2 separate regions of the Danio rerio genome follow, and region 2 is linked to region 1. Evidence: chromatin contacts called from public Hi-C data. All regions are on one chromosome and are shown on one strand. Each heading gives the region's core, a stretch centred on a gene start, on an enhancer-like site or on the middle of the called end of the contact. The rest is flanking DNA. Distances are from core to core; before and after follow the strand shown.

Region 1 (3,987 bases), core at 486-2,985:
ACTTTTCTTGCAAAAGGAAAGGGCCCTTAAATACAAAAATATCAAGTGTCTCAAGTAATAAAAAAGCGTGTAAACGCATCAAGCAGAACGATAATCTGCTTCATTCGTTTACTTTTTCCGCTCCAAACATAATGCACAATCGAAGCAGTGTGCACTATTATAAAGCGTGTTAGCCCAGTTAGCTAGCAGCCTTTCAAACACGTTTTGCAACGAACCCTGGTCCTAATTGTGATCAAAACGTGCTTCTCGTGTTTAAATGCGAGCAGATCGGGTATTGTGCATGTGCTCGTACCGTTTTGCAAACGAATCGGACTTAAATGGCCATCTGGAAATGAAGTCTGTAAACTTTCCTCTGAACTTACAGTCCTGAAGCCCTTTGCCTTCTTAGGTGCTGTTTTTGTTGGCATAGCCAGTTAGCAAGAGGACAGAGGAAGAGGAGGTCTGAAGCCCATCTCTCAAACAGGAAACAAAAATAAATCAAATAATATGAAAAATAAAAACCCATGTGCGGTGAATGAGCGTGCTTTTGAAACGAGCTTGCACTTGGGAGATGTTTGATTGTTAGATCATGGCACATTCATAAACCTCAAAATGGATGCGGATGTTTTAAGCATGCACATACAAGACGCATGCAAACTGTAAATCCCTATAAATAATTCCAAATAAAAGAACTAAAATTATCAATATATATTATATAGAGTTTAATAAAGAATAATCTTAAGCAAATATATGTATATAAACGGCCACATTATTAAGCAACACAGTTGACAGTCACAACACCTATTCAGCTGGAGGGTCACAGAATTCGTTGGCTTCAACAGCAACACAAGTTAAACAACCGATTATACTCTAAAAACGGAAAATAGCCGTTCATAATGGGACATAATTATTTGCAAACATTCATGAACTAATTGAACAAACAGGATGGTTTTGGTTTAATGCCTGGCAGCCATTTTACATGGTTGCTAAAGCAAAGCCAACATGCAGTGATGCTAGCTGAGGTGACAGGTCCTTCTGTCGTCAAAAACTACTTATTAATTGAACAAAATCCTCGTGCTTATGCGATAGTAACAATAACAACTGTTTCTTTAGTTTCAAAAGTCTTTAAAACACGCTTTAAAGCGAATTAAAATAAAACTGTTAAGCTAGCGACCAGGCGAGCTAGTAACGTCAAGCTAACTTCCACTCAAATCGAGGTCATCTCGACAGCTTTATCATAATCAATCTACGATCCCCTTACTATTGTTTATTACACGTCCAGTTTTGCCTGCCAATGCTTTTTTGTACGATCGGTAAAGATCAGGGACGATTTTCTATTGCACTACACTGACAGAAACACTTGACATGGCTTAGCATGTTGGCTAACACAAGCCATCTGAGACAGACAGTTTTAATATTTCACCTATATGATAATGAATCAGGACTGATGGTTAACAGACTAACGGCCTCAGATAGCAGATGTACAACTGCATACAGTCGCACGCTGTTGTTTTAGAACGAGTTTGCTGTCAAACGCACTTATTTTGTGTTAAATTATTACAAGCGCAGATAAAAGACAGCTTCTTTATGCACTGGTGATATATAAAAACGGAAAACATCGCTCAAAGCTGTCTGTGTGGACTCGGAGCCCCCCCTGGTCTCACTTACGGTCGGTTGCATCCGCCTTCAACTGTCTAGCGTAGAATGAATAGGAGCGCACAGTAGAACCTGCTCCCTCTCTAGGTCTGTAAAACTGAGCTTGGCGGTGTCGACGCCACGGGAAACCCGATTGGACGATGATGCTCGTGACGTCGAAAAAACGTATTACAAAAGACACGCCCGCGCTAAATTCTGATTAGACGGAGCGCTACAAAAGCTGTGTTGACATGTTCTCATTGGTTGATTATACTGGATTCCACCCACTGCGTCTGAGGGTGGAGCGTGCGTAGGTATATATGTAAATAAAGAGAATAAAAAATGGTTCATGTGTATTAAATGTCTAATATATGTTTATTAATACCACCCAATACAATAAGAACATCTGTTACCAGTGTATAAATGTCTAATTACCGCTTTCATATCACTTTCTCGGGTTATATTTTCAATTAGACCGCTTCCCCTTTGCACGGTAGTCATCCTGTTTATTTATTTAGATCTCAGTACTGTAAAAGTACTAAACATTTGAACCTAAGCTTAGATACAGACACCATATCAATTTATTACAGGTTTGTGGTGCAAAATAGTGCACTGGTATCCATTTAACTGTATTTAGGAAATGAAAAGGAAAAGGTAAACTCTTTCTTAGCTCTTTAAGTGTATTTGTTGGCTTGTTAGCCAAGTTACGATTAATAAATTGTGTTTTCATTTTAAATAATTGAGAAAAGATGTATAAAAAACAACATAAAATACGTTTAGAGGCGTTTAGTATTATGCACAAGTCAATATTTATGAAGTACAAATCATAATGTACAAATCAGCAAAATAATAAATTAGACTATTTTATTTGCTCATTATATAAAATATAAAATTGAAACTTTAAGTCATTAGGTCACATTTTGGTTTTAGGACTGTAACATGTTTATCAGTATTCATGCTGCCCCCACAGACAGGACTGTATACAGTATGTTTTATACAGATAACTAATGGAGAAGTGTTCAAAAAGGGTGTCACCATTTAGTGTCACTATCATTTTCAGGTCTCTGGGTGGGTATATTTGAAGAAGTTATTTGAATTAAATACTGTACATCAAGGGTGCCCAAACCCGGTCCTTGAGGGACGGTTTCCTCCATTTTTTAGGTGTAACCCCAATTAAACACACCTGAACTAGCTAATCAAGCTCTTTCTAGGTATACTAGAAACTTCCAGGCAGGTGGGTTAAGGAAAGTTGGAGCTAAACTATGCAGGACACCGGCCCTCCAGGACCAAGTTTGAGCACCCCTGCTGTACATTTATAAATGTCGAATTCTTACCTAAACAGAGTACATAAACACAGTTAGGTAGCAGTGGTGTAAAGTAACTAATTACAAATACTCAAATTACTGAAAATTGAGTAATTTTTCTCAGAAATTGTAATTTACCAAGAAGTTTTATAAATGTGTACTTTTACTGTCCCTTGAGTACATTTTTAGTGCAGTATCGGTACTTTTACTTCTTTGCTTCAACCTGCAGTCACTACTTTATTTCTTTCTTGTCCATGGGAATTGGCTAAAGTAGAAAAAAATAGTTCTGTGATTCTTGTCCAATTAAATCACACATAGAAAGTAAATCGCATAATAATGAACAACATCAACACGTGGGCGTTTTCTAAATGCAGCAAACCCTTTGGAAGCATTAAAAATGTCCCAGAAGATGTTCAAAATATTTACCCACATTGACGCACAGACTTTTAATACACTGGGCATCACTGATGAGAAAATAAATGTCAACTTTAATAAAAAAGAATGTCGTCTGTATGATGACTGAAATCACCAAACAGCTTTAAACAATCGCTAAATGGAACGAATAAAAAATGGAAGGACGAACTGAACAAAGGAAGGACTGAACTAATGAAGGAAGAAAAGACTAAAAAAATGAAGGAAGAATTCAAGGAAGGACTGAACAAACTAAGGAAGGAAAAGAAGGAAAGAGGGAAGGAAAGAACAAACAAATGAATGAACAAAGGACCTAAAGAAAGAATCAGGAAAAATTATGAACAAAAGAATTAATGAATGAGCGAACAAATGAAGGGAGGAATGAAGGAAGGTGGAAATGAACAAATGAATAAAGGAAGAACAGAACAAAGGACCTAATGAAGAAAGTAACAAAAATATAAACGAACAAAGGACTAAATGAATAAAGTGTTCAAGGAAGAACTGAACAAACTAAGAAAGGAAGGAAGGAACGAACAAATGAACAAAGGACCTAATAAAGGAAAGAACAAAAATATAAATGAGCGAACAAATAAAGGGAGGAACGAAGGAAGGACCAAATAAATGAAGTAAGGAATGAACAAATGAATGAATGAAGGAG
Region 2 (4,061 bases), core at 993-3,492, 64 kb before region 1:
CGACAACAAAACGTTTTTCAGGTATTGCATTACAGGAGATTAGGTTGTGAATTAAACTATACTGATAACAGCTTTAGTTTGAACAACTCCACTGTCAAACTATTTTATAGTAGTGGTTTATTTTTATTGCCATAACAGAATCTATAACTATTGTCAAAAAATTGAGATGCAAAAATACAAACACTATATAAAATCTAAATAAAAAATAAGCAAACAAAACCTATAAGTTTTTGTTTAATTAAAATTAGTTTTAAAAAATCTCCCAAACACTAGAATAATAAAATAACTTTGGCCGTACCTTCCTGTAATTCTGTATCATGCCCTTACTCGTGTTGTTGTCTTTATTAAGATGAATTGTCCAAAGAATTGTAAATCAAGATGCATATTTGTGAACAAAATGAAATGCTACGGGTGTTGTTTTCTCTAAAATTGAGAAAAGAACACATTTCTGCGAGTAGACTCAAAAGTGATTGACATATATAGTAGTAATCCATTGTTTTTTTTAACCATAGGAGTTTTTATGTCAAATAAAAAAACCTCATTTCCTCTTTGATTAATTATACCTTGTTTGTATAGGAAAACAAAAGTGCTGAGAAAGCACTTAATTGTTTTTTGCATTACTTTTAAGGTTTAAGGTTTGGTTTTTTTTTCATGACTTTATAACTTCTTCTCCAACCAAGTCTTTTTAAGCACTTTAAGGAAACTTTTTGAAACCCACAGAAACTCACACTAAGATACTAAAAGCGAGAATTTGTGACATCCGAATTTTACTGTATCAATTATTCTTTTTTATGAATATATAGTTTTTACATGAAATTGTTTAGTGCTTGTTCACACTTTCCACAGTACATTAATCTTAACATATTTGATTTAAATCTATTAGTAAATGCAGAACATGACTATACATTAACGGATGCTGGAAGTACAGTTTTACGCTAATAATAAACTAAACAAAAGTATCCAGTAAAGTGTTACCATATGAACTATACGAATATTCAAAAAAATAAAACCATAAATTTACATATTTTCTAACATTTTAACAGACACAAACTTATATAAAACATCAAAGTGTGTCCCAGGTGCAGTAATTAGTGAAGTTAACGCACTCAAGCTGTCTCTGAAGTCCTGAAAACTCTCAGGCAACACCGAGGCTTTGCTTGAGCACAGGCCCAATTTGTGATTTACCGCACGTTATCACTTTTATTAAACACAAGGGACGCACATATTTATTAAATATGCTATCCATTCGGTCAACCCGTTTATTATTTGGGTGTGTAGCTTTAAACGTAATATTTCGCTAATGTAATTTCCACCAGCGACTGGGTGGGAAGACGACGCGCGAATCGATACAAACGCAGTTGCCATGTTGGAATGCTTTTGGGTTTCGTAATATAACCGCAAAACCGGGCGTAAAAGACGACTTTTTACAACTTCTGAAACTTTCAGGGCTAGCTACACATCAAGACTTTTGATTCTGGAAAGTTAAAACGGAAATGGAAGAAACGGAAACAAAACAAGAGAAGGGCAGATGTAAAAGCAGCCGGAAATCCTGGCCGAAGTCACGGCGGCTGACAGACTTCCGAAAACAGCCGTGCGACTGAAGAAACGGACGGAAACATCACGGTGTTTAATTATGCGATTCGTGCGGGATGTATTATCAACGGAAGGTACAGTTATGGATGAAGTATATATGTATTCCTGGCGTCTTTGTTAGCTGATTAGCTTAAGCTGACGAAAGACAGAGAGAGACACGCCTGGCTGAACTGAAGATCTGCTCGAGCAAACAGCTCGCGCTAACTTTTACGAAAAGTCGTGCGATCGAGTTATAAAGGTTAATCACATCTCTCGATAAAATAGATGCGTTATAAACAATCCACAATAAACTCTGCAAGTATCTTTACCGTCTGGTCGTCGGACGTGAGAGGGCTGGGTTATTGTCACTTCTGTTAGCACTCCGGCTAGCTCTGTTTCCCCTCAGGATGCTAACAGCTAGCTCGCGCAGAAAGCGGGAAAACTGACACGCTTATAACCTCACACGCATTGAACACACATTCTGTTCGCCTTTATCTCCTCAATATTATCCTTTCTACCAAACTTACCTCTTTATCCCGGCGAGTAAGTGCTGTGTTGGAGTTTTAGCGGGCTAAAGCTGGATGTCAGGGCTTTAGTTTAGTGTGTGTGCTAATAAGTTGACTGAATGTTCATGCTGGTTTTTGGTCAACATTGCATTGGGGGCGGGGATGAGCTGGAGGCCTCGCTGCCCACTGACAGCAACACGAACACCCCACTCGGGACTCCTCATCCTCTTCATGCACGGGGATTAAACAGTATCTGAGTATATGTTTGTTAATTGTGCCACAAAAATGCCAACAAAAGACAACAGAATGTGTCAGGTTTTACGTTTTCTTTAAGGCGAGACACTGTCAGTGAATAGAGTAAATGTTTTAGTTCTCAACGTATAGAACAAAACTTATCGTTATCAAGAATTGTTTTGTATTTGTTTTCTAAAACAATGAAAATGTGTCACTGGGGCTTTATTTTATGCTAATTTGCTTGTATTTTTATCACAATTGGAAGAAGTCAGATTATAAATTCTTCTATTTTAATCTTTTTTTAACAAACCCTACACACTCTCAGAAATAAAGGTATGTGAACATTTGTACTTAAAGGGTCCATATCGGTACCTCAAAAGTATAATACTGCAGCCAGTAACTCACTGCTTATTCTGTGAATGAATGCCTTAGTATATTTAAGGCTGAGTATTTTCTTTGATTAAAAGCAAAAAAAACTATTGTAAATATGTTATTTAATGTGATATCCTAATTAAAAAATGACAGCAGTGAGAAAACTGCAGTTCAGAAAGCATCTGACAGTAGTGATATGGATATATTTGCACAAGTTTTGCAACACACTTATCCATGAGGTCATTTAACTGTTTCACTCGTACGATCACACCGATGTGATTAGCCTTGGCTGATTCCTGAAGCGTACGTTCACACCGGTGTGATTAAAATGTTCAGAGCGCACATCATCAACTGCTAAAACTCAAATCTGACGGTGGACTCCCGTTTCTTTGGTAGATTTTCTACTCTCCCATATAAACAGTTGATTACCTTCATGCATTTCAGCAGAAAATTTTGAATAAACATGCCGTAAATCCAGCCGTTTGGATCTCTCCAAGTTACTGATTTTCTTGAAGTTAACAAAAAGTATTAATATTGTTTATTAAATTATGCAATAATTGTATTTTGTTTGCGTCTAAGTACCTAAAAACAAGAGGAACCCTTTTGTACTTTTTAGGTACTAATATGTACACTGAGGTATTAATATGATCCTTTTAGGTACAGATTTGTACCTTTCCAAAAGGTACCCACCCTAGTGACAGCTCGCATACTTTATTTCTGAGAGTGCAGGTACACTAAAAACAATACTGATTACAACAATTACCCACCGACAGTCAAATGTGCTCAACCCTTTGACTGTGTACTTGTTTGTTTTTGTCCACATTAAATGTGTAACACATGTCTTTTTAACTTCTTTATTGTCTTCCAGGTATTAATTGTCTTTTACGTATTTATTGTCAGCGTTGTTTACCCTTTAACTGCCTGCTCTACCAAATGGTTGACCATATTTTGACTTTTTTTTTAAATAATGACTGTTAAAGTCATTTAAAAATGACTGTTTTAAAATAATGGTTTTACACACAAAATGCTGGTTTACAAGAAAATCAAACAAACATAATCCTGTTGCAAAAATAAAAAAAAAAGTGTAAATGAGAATCTGATATATTTTATGGCTTCAAAAAACAAATATGATTTAGTATTCAAAAATGTTTTATTTTTAAATAAATTGCTCTCAGACATATTTTTCACATATTTTACATGTGTATTAAGTCCGGTACTTTTACCATAAACTGATATACAGTATCAACCATTAGGTAGAGGTTGATATTTTTTACTTTAAGATGTGTTGAAAAAAATGTATTGAGTGTGTTAACTAGAGACATTATGAGTTCAGAAATGCAATTCAAACATTTATCTTTAATTGGTGGGGCAGTTGAA

What was found. A called contact is a pair of places that touch in the nucleus more often than the background predicts.
Region 2: a contact with region 1 is called in a Hi-C map of hematopoietic stem cells, with 3 times the contacts expected there. The contact joins the promoter of gabpa here to the promoter of tfdp1a in region 1. A contact is called at or near these places in 2 of 18 Hi-C or Micro-C datasets (caudal fin and hematopoietic stem cells) and 2 of 4 datasets of contacts at active chromatin or transcription factors (embryo and gastrula embryo).

Annotation. Positions count from the first base shown.
Region 1 is chr9:36,640,936-36,644,922 of GRCz12tu, reverse strand. It overlaps tfdp1a (transcription factor Dp-1, a), which reads right to left and starts at 1,735. Exons shown (of 12, transcript NM_213492.2): 1 at 1,648-1,735.
Region 2 is chr9:36,704,959-36,709,019 of GRCz12tu, reverse strand. It overlaps gabpa (GA binding protein transcription factor subunit alpha), which reads right to left and starts at 2,242. Exons shown (of 10, transcript NM_131587.2): 1 at 2,100-2,242.